Linked DNA regions of Mus musculus: all the other regions are linked to region 1. A link is a contact called in public Hi-C and HiChIP or PLAC-seq data. All regions are on one chromosome and are shown on one strand. The core of a region is the stretch at or near the end of the contact, and the rest is flanking DNA. Distances in the headings are between cores, read along the strand shown.

What was found. A called contact is a pair of places that touch in the nucleus more often than the background predicts. HiChIP or PLAC-seq counts read pairs in DNA pulled down with a chosen protein or histone mark.
Region 2: a Hi-C map of muscle stem cells shows a contact between it and region 1, with 2.8 times the contacts expected there. The contact joins two enhancer-like sites. A contact is called at or near these places in 2 of 484 Hi-C or Micro-C datasets (muscle stem cells and nephron progenitors) and 2 of 115 datasets of contacts at active chromatin or transcription factors (embryonic stem cells and pancreatic cancer cells).
Region 3: a contact with region 1 is called in a FOXA1 HiChIP or PLAC-seq map of pancreatic cancer cells. The contact joins two enhancer-like sites.

What each region holds. Positions count from the first base shown.
Region 1 is chr17:31,788,783-31,793,038 of GRCm38.p6, forward strand. No RefSeq gene overlaps it. Among named protein-coding and RNA genes, the nearest start is that of Gm41563, 34 kb to the right of the region's middle. Within about 2 kb of position 2,054, at least 185 of the 459 cell types and tissues checked have an H3K27ac peak or open chromatin away from gene starts, as enhancers often do. A contact at or near this core is called in muscle stem cells and pancreatic cancer cells, where this site is marked.
Region 2 is chr17:32,106,997-32,111,095 of GRCm38.p6, forward strand. Gm30729 (a long non-coding RNA gene) reads right to left here. Exons shown (of 3, transcript XR_385541.3): 3 at 3,135-3,188. Among named protein-coding and RNA genes, the nearest start is that of Gm30729, 4.0 kb to the right of the region's middle. Within about 2 kb of position 2,010, at least 39 of the 459 cell types and tissues checked have an H3K27ac peak or open chromatin away from gene starts, as enhancers often do. A contact at or near this core is called in muscle stem cells and pancreatic cancer cells, where this site is marked.
Region 3 is chr17:31,304,386-31,308,665 of GRCm38.p6, forward strand. Slc37a1 (solute carrier family 37 (glycerol-3-phosphate transporter), member 1) reads left to right here. Exons shown (of 20, transcript NM_001242427.1): 3 at 2,895-2,976. Among named protein-coding and RNA genes, the nearest start is that of Slc37a1, 10 kb to the left of the region's middle. Within about 2 kb of position 1,271, at least 128 of the 459 cell types and tissues checked have an H3K27ac peak or open chromatin away from gene starts, as enhancers often do. A contact at or near this core is called in pancreatic cancer cells, where this site is marked.

The DNA of each region.
Region 1 (4,256 bases), core at 804-3,303:
CATGGCCTAGGCTGTAGTCCTGGCTCTGTCGCACACAACGGGGTTTGTTTCCTTACTTGTTCACCCAGTTGGGTCAGTTAGAGAAAGTTGATTGACATAGGGGAGCACTCTCCTGCAAATCCCTAAGTGATTGACTGATAGTCTACCCGTCTGTCCATGGGGCACCTGTGAGTGGAACTATACTTAGAAGAAGCTGTGTCTAGGGCGAGGCTATAGAGATGAGCAAGCCTTGGACTGCTAGCTCTTAAAGGCAAACATTGTAACTATGACATCCATGAAACAGGAGATGCCTGCCAGGGAAGGCCAGGTGATGAGGCAGGGTCTTAGGAGTTCTACAGCACCAGGGGTTTGGAGAAGCTGGTCACCAGCTGCCCTGAGACCTTTGGACAGCTGCCTGACCACACCTCAACCTTGGACTTCTGACCTCCAGATCTCGGAGACAGTGAATGTCTGTGGTTTAAGCCACCCAGCCTTCTGTGCTTCGCTTCATCGGCCACAGGAAACAAATACACTAAGATGCTCCAAGTTAGGGACCCACGGGTGACTCAGCACTCAGCCTCTCAACCACACAGAACGAGCCTAGAAAGCATGGTGGGGTGGGCGAGGGAAGGTCCCAGACACTTGGAAATGGGAGCCACACAGTTGCTTGGTGGGGAGGGAACACAGTGAGGCCTTGGCGTTCTCCAAACCACAGTTCCATGCGAATCAGACACTGTTTGTCACACACTGTCTGTCACCACCCTAGGCTCTTAGTGCCAGCTTCCTGTCCCCTAGGCTGACGGATCCTGAGCACAAGATCTTAACTCTCAAGGTGGGGCCCTTTAACTGCTTTCCTGTGGGCCTACGCCCCTTCAACCTGGCTGGTTTGGAGTCTCTGGAAACCTTCTTTTCCCGGATTCTTGGATTCCAGGGAGAGAAGCTGGTAAGGACCTCCCTTGGGGAGTAAGGGGGAAAATGACTCGGATCACAGAGCACTAAGAAGCCTTCACCAAGATGTAAAGAGCCCAGGTCACCTTCACAGGCGATGCCCAATCCCTCAGTCTGCTAAGCCAGCAGGGCAACTAGTGTCTGACCACAAGTCCATTGCAATCACAACTGCACCCCCCCACACACACATACCTTATTCTCAACCCAGGACTCAATGAGGGGTACAGAGGCCATGGGAACAGAAAGAGGGTGTTTTGGCTAAGGAGCATGAACGACCTTGTAGACACTAGCAGAAGGGATATGGGCAGCTCCACCAGGGGTAATTACTGCCACAAGTTGGAGCATTTTGCTGACAGGAGGGGGATGGGCTGGGTGACCATGGTGACAACCGCTTGCTCGCTTGCTTGCTCTCTCTCTCTCTCTCTCTCCCTCTCTCTCTGTGTGTGTGTGTGTGTGTGTGTGTGTGTGTGAGTGAGAGAGAGAGAGAGAGAGAGAGAGAGAGAGAGAGAGCAGGCTGCCGGCGCCTTCCCAGAAATTCTTTGTAAGGATAAACCACCCAGTCTTTGAAGTGATTCACAACTGCTCCTGCCCAGAGCAGGAGGCATCAGTAAAAATGAGAGGGCACACGGGAGGAGGGGTGGGGAGGATCGGGGTTGTGGAGGGACACATGTAGGTTTACACACCCCTACTACTGACTGCCCATCTCTTTCCACCCAGGAAGAGGCTAGGCTACGGCACAGCCTCTGTGACACACCAGGAAAGAGTAGACAGTGCCCCCTCTTTCTGACCCCTCTGTCTCCCAGTGCTCACACTGGGGGCTCTTTGAGGACGCTTTTATCTCTGTGAAATTGCAGGTTTGCAGGCGTGGTGAGGGCTCCTACCGAGGGCCTCAATTAGCAGGAGTTCTCCATGACCCGGTAGACACAGAGTGACAAGCCGGCTGCTCTGGGAGCCAAAGGGAGCCCAATGTGGGAGGGATAATCCACTTCCGCTCCGCCTCTGGGAGCTTGACCTCCGCGGTGTGCGCATCATGGAAACTGCCTTCAAAGCCCTGCACCGTGGGGAGAGGGGTGAGGGCTCAGCAGCATGTGGCTCTGTTGACCATGCTGTCTGTCTCTCTTGGGATGCTTGCCTGGGTTCCTGAGAGCCGTGATGTCATTGTGACTCTCTGCAGCTGCCAAGCACCCGCCGTGCAGGCCCCTCCTGGCCAGCTAGGCACTGACGCAAATCAAAAGCTTCCAGCTCAGGGCAGCTGCCACCCGCCACTCAGCTGGCAGCCTGCGGTCCACGGAGGGAGGGCGTGCAGGTTCCAGAGCAGGGCAGCATTTGAGACAATCAGCTGCTCTTTAAAGGGTGGCCAACGTGGCATATGGTGCTCTGAAGGTCAAGGACAGACAGCTGTCCTAGGAGCTATATGTCCTGCCTGCTAGCCCCCTACTGCCCCTTGCCCTCTTTCTAGTGCCACAGGGGTCTTTTAGCTTTGTCCACTGGGTACTTGGAAGGAAAGAAGGCCAGGTGGATACACAAACCCAGAAGGGAGTGAGGGTGGCCCATGGGCAGTAAGGAAGGAAGAGTGCACTCAGCAGAGCTTCAGTGGCCTGCCTTCCTTGGCCTCTGAGGTGCTGCCATCCCCATCAGAAGACTCTCCATTCATGTGCCTATAGCTGCGTGAGCATCTGCTGAAATCTAGGAGAAATGTGTTGAATGAGTTCACGAGGGTGGATGATTGTGAAGACATCAGGCACTCTCTAGGCACCACTGAATGGGGTCAGGGGTGGAAGCCCTGGTCACCCTAAGCAGAGCGACATGCGGCCTAGAAATTCTCCCAGCCTACCAGAGCACACCATTCTTCCTTAAACGGGAGGACTTTCATTCATACGTGTTCACACAGACACATATACACCCATGAGATCCACTCAAGAGGCACATGCGCCTGTATGGTACATGCGGACATCGCACATAGATGTTCACGGTTTCTATAGATATACACGCACATATAGGTTCACAGCGTGCACACCCACGCAGGCACATAATGAGCCTACTCTCACACACTGGTACATTCATATGCAAGCATTTGTTCGTGAGCGTGCACACTGCGTGTCAGGCCCAAAGTCGTCTCTTCATGGCGACCTGCACGAGCAGCGCATGCGCAGAAGCTCAAAAGCCACAGGGCAGATGGCTACAGTGGGATAGCTACTCTAGGTTGGGCCAGGTCCGGGTGGGCAGACCTAACAAGGCTAAGGATACTGACATGATCTTTAAGATGTCTTTTCTATGATGGGTCAGGTGGATACGCAAGCAGAGCAGGGTGAGGCTGCGTAGTGGACAAGCTTTGTGAGAGGAGGATGCGTTCCAGCCACAGAGAGAACAGTTAGCTGACAGCTGGAATGGAACCCTGTGCTGTACCGAGGAAACCCCGTGCCTGCGTGGTTCCTTGAGCCACACAACCAGAAGGGTGGAGAGATGCACCACTCGGGAGCTTAAAGAGCATGACCCCTCTATAAGGGTGGGCCTCTCTGCCTCAGGGGCAGAACAAATGCCAGCCCCACAATCTTTGTGTGGGTCAGAGAGGCCAGCAGGGGGGATAGGAGGGAGTTGCTCAGTGCCTCCAGCCCCAGCAAATACGCTCTGTCCCGGAAGACCCTGGATCCTGGAAACTTCTCAGAGATTACTGACCCAGGGCCACAGGACATGGGCTCTAGGATTTGAAAACGACAGGAACTTTTCCAAGCAGGGCCCAGAGCAGCTGAGACTTCCGAGGAAAGTTCCAGAACAGGACAGCGGGGTTGCGACGGGACTTAGAAGGAAAGCAGCCCTGTGAGCTGACAGGCAGTGGCTCTTGCAGATCAGGAGCTGCTGCTTCTCCATGTGGATCGAGGCCACCCGAACCGTCATCTCTTCCTAGGATTAGGATCTGCTTGCTTCCCATGTAGCACCTTGTCCTAGGGCCATGAGAGCGAAGCCTCTTACCTACCGGAGGCTCAGGCTTCCCAGAAGTCCTGCGTGGGTCTGTAAGGATGGCGGGTAAAATCACAGCCCCCTGGTACCAGCCTGGCTCTGGCTAACAGCTCCTCAGTGGCCCTGTTCTCACAATGGGACCTTGCTCCTCCGCCTGGACCACCAGGCTACAATGTGTGTAATGCTTTCCTGCAATACTCTAAGCAACGGGTGCAGGCTGCATCCACCAAAGGGTCGTTGGATGATGCTTCCAATAGGGATCACATGGTGGCCATCATATATAAATAGGGATGAGGTGGGAAGAGGAGGGCTCAGGCAAGTGTAGTTATCTTTTTCTCCTTTTGTGCTGTGTGTGTGTGTGCACGCACACG
Region 2 (4,099 bases), core at 760-3,259, 320 kb after region 1:
CTGGGCACAGGACCCTGGCAGGATGAAGGCAGGACATCCTCATGGACAGAGGACAGAATGAGACAGGACAGAAACTCTGAATGTCACTTACTTGGCTGTGCCCTGGATGGATGCCAGGGAAGGAATGAGGGAGTTCTTAGGCAAGGAGGTCTTGCACTTCAGAACTAAAACTAGGAATGCCGGGGAGGTCAGAGGACAATTTGTGGGAGTTGATTCTCTCCTTCCACCAAGTAGGTCACGGGGATTGAACTCGGGTCATCAGGCTTAGCTGCAAGCATCTTTATCCACAGAGGCACCCTCCTGGACTCATTTTATGAGTCAGTATCTCCCTATGTAGCCAATGCAGATCTCTAATTAATGATTCTCCTGCCTCAGCTTCATGAGTGCTGGGATTATAGGTGTGTGTTTGAATGACCAGAAAATTCTTTTTCTCCTTATTCCTCTTCCTCCTCCTAATGTTGTTGTTGTTGTTCTTCTTCTTCTTCTTCTTCCTCTTCCTCTTCCTCCTCTTCTTCCTCTCCTCCTCCTCCTCTTTCTTCCTTTAAGACATAGTCTCACTGTGTATCCCTAGCAAGCTTAGAACTCAATAAGTAGACGTGGCTGAACTTGAACCCACAAAGCTCTGCCTGCCTTTGCCTCCTATGTACTGGGATTAAAGATATGACTGGCAAATGCACGTGCCTGTTGAGGTGACTTGGACACTGCAGCAGTCACCTATGTGCCTGTTTCAGCAATGTCAGCCTTGTAGGAAGTGGGACACAGCCGACTGGCTTGTGGGGAGCAATAGTACTTTGAACAGGGGGTGGTAAATGGTAAGACTGAAGAGGGCATGAGGCTGAGACAAAGAATTTGAACTTGGCCAATCAAGTCTCAAGAGAGCCACCCCACAAACACACCTGAATCCCGTCCCATCTCAGGCTCTGCTTTGCAGTTGTGTCTCAGCAGATCTCAGCACATAATAACTTAAGACAAAGTCAACTCGTGTGACTGCCTTAGGGAGCAAATTGCATTCTGGGAAGTCAGATGAGTGACAGGCCACTGCCTTCCCAAAGTTATCACGGCCACTGTGCTGTGGTGTAATCAATACTGCCCACCCTCTGGAAGGTACAGCTTAAGCAGGAAGTGACTCTGGTCACTTCTGGTTGAATACCTCTTCAGCTTTTGTTCCTGGGACCCAACATAGAAATAACAACAGGATTTAAAGACTGACGGACCCAGGCAATGAGTAACTCCAGGAAGATCTGAAGCAATTTTTAGCCTGGGTGCAGAAAGGCAGCGAGTCCCAAGAAGAAAAGGTGCGTTCTGAGCCTGGGAAGAAAGCCAGCGCTGTGTCCATCAAGACGCAGGTGGTCCAGCCCCTGCTTGGTCCTCCCTCCTGCAGAAGTCAGGGACCCAGTGTGATCTACCTCCTCAGTGAACCTTGTCCCTGTGGAGAAGTGGGTACAACTGACTGCTGGGGCAGTCTCCCCCAACCCCAGCAACTAGACACAGAGAGTGAGGCCAGCTTTCCTACCTCAGCCTGGCTCCCTTCCTACAGCTGCCTGCATCCCTATCTGCTGTCCATGGACTAGTGGCTTCTGTGTGGCCAGGAAAGACTGACTTAGTGGTGGAGAGTCTCTGGATGGGTTACTATGGAAACAGACCCATGGTTTACAAGACCCTCTGTAGAATCCAAAATAAATTCAAGACCACCCAGCCCCTTCCCCCTTTCCAAACTAGTGGCCAAAAAGGCCAGACTAAGCCTGCAGCTGCCACAAAAAGATTAGCAGTTCCCAGAAATATTCCCCTACCCCACCCCACACTGAATTCTGAGAAAAACCACAAACCGCCCTGACCTTGTCACTAGAATTCCCCTTGACCATGACGTTAATAGCTGTGATGTTAATAGCTGTGACGTTAATAGCTGACCAATAAGTTCAAAATGTACTGCTGCTTTGCTGATAACCCACCATAAGGGCAGGCAGAGTGAGTCACTAGGCCAAAGGTAGTCACCCAGTGCAAACCAACCAATGCCTGAAAGGGTTACTTGCTACACCAATGAGAATAAGCCAGCTAGTCCTGTTGCCTAAATCTGCCCCTTACAAGGTATAAAAAGTGTGTTCTTTTTTAACTCAGAGTCTCTCCTCTTGTCTGCGTGCTTAGGAGGGTCCCCAACGTGTTGGATCAATTAAAAAAAAAAAAAAACCTCTTGCAGTTTGCAATGATGGCGATCTCTGTGGTCTTTGTGAGTGAGGGTCTTTTGGCAGACTCCAACAGCACAAGTCCCTCTTGAGAGCAGGGACCACATGTAGGGGTTCAGGACATCTAATAGGCTGTCCTGCCTAACAGGAGGGGAGGTCAGAGGCCCAGGCTACCTTTTCCTCTTCTCTCCTTCCTCTCTTTGGTCCTTTATCTTTTCTCTCATCTCCTTCCTCTTCCCTCTTCTCTTTTTCTCTTTTTTTTCTGAAACAGGTCTCACCCTGTAGGACAGACTAGGCTGGAATCCATGGTAATCCTGCCTCAGCTCCTGAGTCCAGAGGCCACCAGGGAACCTATCCCGGACTCTAGCTCCTGCGTGCTCCCACCTGCATGTCTCCACAGCCTTCCTGACTGGGCTCTACCTGGCCAGCCCTCTGTCCTCTGCTGCCTGGGCCTTTATGCCTGTTACCTCTGCAAACCTTGCCTCAGAGTTCCCTCTGTCCCTATCCCAGCTTGTCTCTGGATAACATCCTTTCACCTTTGGGTGTAGAGCAGCCTTGGCCTTTATCACAGCTGTGAGCCATGAGCAGGCTGGTTTCCTGTGACACACGACTGGGATGCAAGCACATGTGACTTTCTGAGACTGTGGCAGAACGGCTGTGCATCACCTAGACTTTATATATGGATTACACGTTGAAATGATAACTTTTTGGTATTTCACAATGTCTTTCCAGTGTCTCTTGGTGCCTGTCACTGGGCACTTGGCAGGAGTCAGATGTGTTTGCTCCAGGATAGCCCAATGAGGCCTTCTGTACTCACCTTCTACAAGAGGGGCTGTAGCTGTCATGTCACCATGCCTGCTGGTCAAAAGCCTGGTGGCAGCTGGTTTTGTGCCTGCAAGGTGTCCTGCCCAATCCCGAGGAGTCTCCAGTGAACTCAGGAAGACACAGCCGAGCTTCTGGACTTTCGAGGGTTCAGAGGACACAAGTCCAGTCACTTTCTCCCTGCAACTTTGAGGTTTTTGGTTTGTTTGTTTTTGAACCAGTTCTTCTGATGTAGCCTAGGCTAGCCTGAACTTGAGATCTTGCAGTCTTAGCCTCTCTAGTGTTAGAACCACAGACTCAGCTGCACTGGGCTTTTAAACTAAACTTTGGCTTGGCTCAGGTTTCATTTACAGAGACACAGTATGTAGTTCGGAATGGAGAACATAGCAAAATTCCCTCCAGTGCTCTGTCTACTTGCTATGCTATGCCCCCCTCTCCCCCATGGTTGCAACCTGAGACTATTGTGACCTCTCAGGTCCTAGGTAATACCCTCATCTTCAGAGAGGTCAGGTGACAGTTTGTCCTTGATCAGCTGCTGGGCATGTTGGGAATGGTGCTTTGTTGGGATCTGCTGTGTCCCCACAGTGCCTGCTTGGCTCTGTGCCCTACCTGGGTGAGGACAGGCTTCTGGGTGTGTGTACTTGGCGAACATGCTGGCCTTGTTACTCAGAGCTGCTCTGAACTGCTAGGGCTGCCTCTCCAGTTGCAGGGATTCACATCCTGATACTGTCAGCGTGTGTGTGTGTGTGTGTGTGTGTGTGTGTGTGTGTGTTACTTAGAGCTAAAATAAAGGTCTTTTCTAGGCTAGCTTCCTGAGAGAGCCAGGAGGCTAATAATGAAAAAGTCATGGTAAACAGCCCATCAGTGAGGCACTTGCCACAGAAAGGTCATAGCTCCCCTGCTCCCAGCAAAGCCGGACTACCCCAGGGCTGCCAGAGTCCACCAAGGGGCTATAATGTCCGTTAGACTTATGGAAAGGTCCTGTCTAGGTTTCACAGTCAGTGACTATTGTCGCCAAACATTGGAGGGCAAGGCAGGGATCTGGGTTTGAAGCCTGTTTGAATTATACAGGGAAATCCTGCCACAAACCAACCCCA
Region 3 (4,280 bases), core at 21-2,520, 490 kb before region 1:
CTCTGGCAAGCTCTGTCTCTATGACCACACTCCCTCCTTGGTATCTCTGCATGGACTTTTGCTTTTTTGAGACAGGGTCTCCTTCTCTATCCCAGGCTATCCTGGAACTCACTATATCGTCCAGGCTGGTCTCAAACTCACAGAGATCCATCTGCCTTTGTCCCTTGAATTCTGGGATTAAAGGCATGTGCCACCGAGCCTAGCATCTTCTTTTCAGAAGAGGACACCAGTCCTTGTGTTTAGGGCCATCCTAACCTGACAAGACCTCAGGCTAACTCATTACATCTTCAGGACCTTATTTCTGAATAAGGGATGTTAGGAACCCTGTTCCTGTCCGTGGGGGAATGGTCCAGCAGAAGGGACAACTTCCACCTCCTGCTTTAGGAATGGTGACGAGGATGGTGGTAAAGCTACTAAGGTGGAACAAGGGAATTCCAGGAGAATTCCGAGGGACCTTAGCAGAATCCTAACTCCATGACAGCACAGGAGGCTCTTCTCCCTGAGGCCAGGCTGGGCGGGATGGCCGCTAGCTGAGAGCAGCTCTTACCAGCAGACCTTCCTGAAAGGTGAAGGACGTCGGCAGCCATTGCCTCTCCCTCACCCCAGGTCCCCTAAGAAGCTGAGGAAAGGGGAAGAAGGGTGACTTTGGAAATGGAGGAAGTAGGCTTGAAGATAAGGCTTCCTTTTCTGCCTCGGGGAAATGCTGCCTGCATTCCCTGCATTGACCTTTGACTCCAGCCCACAGGAGGAGCCCTGACTGAGTGAGGCTCTCTCTTCCTGAAGGGGTACATTCATGGCTTCCCCAGCATGAATGAGGGTTTGTCCTGAGGAGCCGCTTTGCCTGCGTGTCCCAACCACCTTCCCAGAGCCACCTGCAGAAGGGCCTGGTAGAAACTAGGGCTCAAAGCTACTCTCAACTTATCTTCAAGTCTCCTTGACTGAAACCTACTGAGACTGAGGAATGCAGTTTGGCTGGGCTGGGCTCCTCTGCCCTTATCACTCACTATAGGGGAGGTTTCAATTCTAGCAGTGGAGTAGACCGGACAGACACAGCCTAAAGCCATGAGTCATCCCCCTACCAGGTAAAACCTTAGCCAAGCAGGACTGGGCAGGGGCCATTGGAAGATATCCCAGGCTCCTGGGTCTAACTGAGAGACTCTGGAGGGATAGCCTTGCCCAGGCTGAGTATCCGGAGAGGAGCTAGAGTCCGGCTGTGAGCTGGAAACGGAAATAAGGTTGCTGGAGGTCAGTGGATGGCATCACACCCAGCCTCAGGCTCGGGGGATGGGCAGCAGAGCAGCTTCAGCCAAAGATTGGAAAGTACCTTGTGTTCTGCTCTAGGGAGGCATTCAGAGGCATTACACACACACACACACACACACACATACACACACACACACACACACACACACACATACAAGCAGAGACAGTGAGAGACAGCATGTGCCCAGCTCTGTCTCCTAAGTGCGGGAGACTAAGTGCTTGCTTTTCTTCGGGTCACCTCGTGGACTTGGACGGAGTGTCCTAGAGGAACGTCCCCCCCAGGCTTCTCCAGAGAGAAGAGAGCTCTTTATTCAGAAGCAAGTTTCTTAATGTGGTTTGGCTCCTCCCTCCCCCACCCTGCCCCACTCCACAGGATCACCACCCTGCCTTCTTCACTTCTTTAACTAAGTCTGGAAATGTGGTTGGTTTTGGTTTTGTTGTTTTGTGCTTTGTTTTGTTTTTGGCCTCTAGTCTTTTTTTTTTTTTTTTTTTAAGACATCTGTTTATTCGTTTTGTTTATGTGTGTATGGGTGTGAATGCGCACCTGCACTGGTGAGTTGCAAAGGTCGAGTGTGACTCTCAGGGATGGAGTCCCACCTTTGACTCTGTGGGTTCTGGGGCTCAAGCTGAGGCTGTCAGGTACTTTCCCTCACAGAGCCAACTCTCCTCGCAGATCTCCCCACACTGGCTGGCCCAGGCTTTAGACAACTCTTCTCAAGCCCTGAGCATCCTGCAGAGATGGTCACTTCTTACAGTTTATGGTTTCAGAAGTCTCCTAGTCAGGGGAGACAACTCTTGCCTACCTGGCTGGGCTCTGAGGGCTTTACAGCAAATGCAAAAGAGGGTTTCTCCAGGTGTGGAGAGCCACTCACACAAATGAACTGAACAAGCATCGGGGCCTGAAGGAACCCCAATTTATTAGATGTCAGTGTATTAGTGGGGACTGTGTGGGAGGATGGGTTCTTCAATCCTGGAGTCTGACACTATTGCCATGTAGATGGGTGTCAAACCTGGCTTGAATTGTAGACTTCCCAGGCAGAGTCCACTAGAGAGCTGTTTGTTGTGGGGGTTGGGGAGCAAACGATGTTCTGTTCGCTTTTCCCAGATCCTGCAGGGCTTCTGAGAGAAAGAACAAAAAACAAAAACAAAAACAAAAAACAAAAACAAAACAAAAAACATAACCATGAATGTCTGATTAAAGCAAGCTGTATTTAGAAGTACGCAAGGGACTGGCCAGACGACTGCTCTCCCCTAAGTCCGGGTTTCAGAGAACAGAGCCTCACTGGCTTTTGAGGTCCCTTCTACAGGGAAGAGTTAGAGTTGAGATAAGCAGCTGTTAAGATAATTGGCTGTGGGCTGGAGAGATGGCTCAGTGGTTAAGAGCACTTACTGCTCTTCCAGAGGTCCTGAGTTCAATTCCCAGGTGGCTCATGGTGGCTCACAACCATCTGTAATGGGATCTGATGCCCTCTTCTGGTATGTCTGAAGACAGCAACAATGTTGGCTGTTAGCACCTGGACTGGAGCTGGGGGCTCAGGGCTCAAGGCTGCCTTTCCTTGTGAGATTGAAAACGGGGCCGGTGTGTGACTAACTGGAAGGTGGCACAGTATGACACTTCTCCTGTGTTCCAGGTACCGGGCTTTCATTTTTATGCTGACCTTTCTGCTCTATGCAAGCTTCCACTTATCCCGAAAGCCTATCAGCATAGTGAAGGTAAGAGATCTTCCAACACAGGGCTTTGTGGGAGGTGGGGGAGCAGAAGGAAGTGGGTGGGGTTGCTAGAGACAAGCTAGCATCTTGGTTGTGGGGCCTTTTTGCTACATTTTTTTTTTTTTTTTTTTTTTTAAAGATTTATTTATTATTATATGTAAGTACACTGTAGCTGTCTTCAGACAGACCAGAAGAGGGCATCAGATCTCGTTACAGATGGTTGTGAGCCACCATGTGGTTGCTGGGATTTGAACTCTGGACCTTCGGAAGAGCAGTCGGGTGCTCTTACCCACTGAGCCATCTCACCAGCCCTTTTTGCTACATTTTGTTCTTGCTACCCTTCTGAAGGAACTCAAATCTTTACAATGTTCCATGCTTTATTCCCTCAGAGGCAGGACTCCATCAGACTACAGTTCCAGAATTCCCAAACTTAATTAAATACTTATGTTGTCTGGGTTTCCTTTCCTGGTGGATCCAGTCTTAAATGCTTCTCCAAGTGGCTCCTACTCTAGATGCGGTTTGACCTCTCTCCCTGCTCTGGAGCAGCCTCTGTAGTGCAGACACTGGGTGTACCCTTGAGAGCAGGTGACAGTTAGGGAACAGGTGTCCCAATAGCCATCAAGTCTTTGTATTTACATCAGAACAGGGACGGAAGTGGGTGTGATTTGTGGGTTGACTACAGGAGTGAATGGCTTCTGACTATTGTAGAAGAACCAAGGATGCTGTCTGGTGCCAAGATCAACCTCTTTACAGCTCTGTCCCCTGCTTGCCTTCCAACAGTCGGCAGGGACCTGGCCCAGGACTCTGGAGTTATGACCTTACCAGTTGAGCTGGGCTAGCTGCCCCCGAAAGGCTTCTGGCACTGGAGACAGTATAAAGGATGACTGCCTCTGGGGTTCTGGGTGCCTTCTCCAGAGTTTTTCATTGTCTAGGGCGGTGCTAGTAAGGGGTAGCCAGTACTTTCCAGGGAAGCACTTGGAGACCTTCAAGTAAGAAGGCCTTTCAGAGGACAGTAGTGGGTGGCATTAAAAGCCCCCGTGTATGACATGTGACAAGGGCTCTGACATCAGCACCAGTGACCAGCCCTGGAAATTGGAATGTTGTCTCTGTGATTCCTTCCTGCTTAGAGAATTCACACTTAGCTCCTGGCAGAGGCATATCACAGAAAGCAAACATCAGGCCACACCTACAAGGGGCCTCTGGGATCACTGAAGGCATGGGATCAAGCATAGTCAGGGAGCCTTGCCGGGGCTTCCGGGATTGATGCTAGGCCTACATGGGTGGGCGAGGGACCACGTCCAGTACCA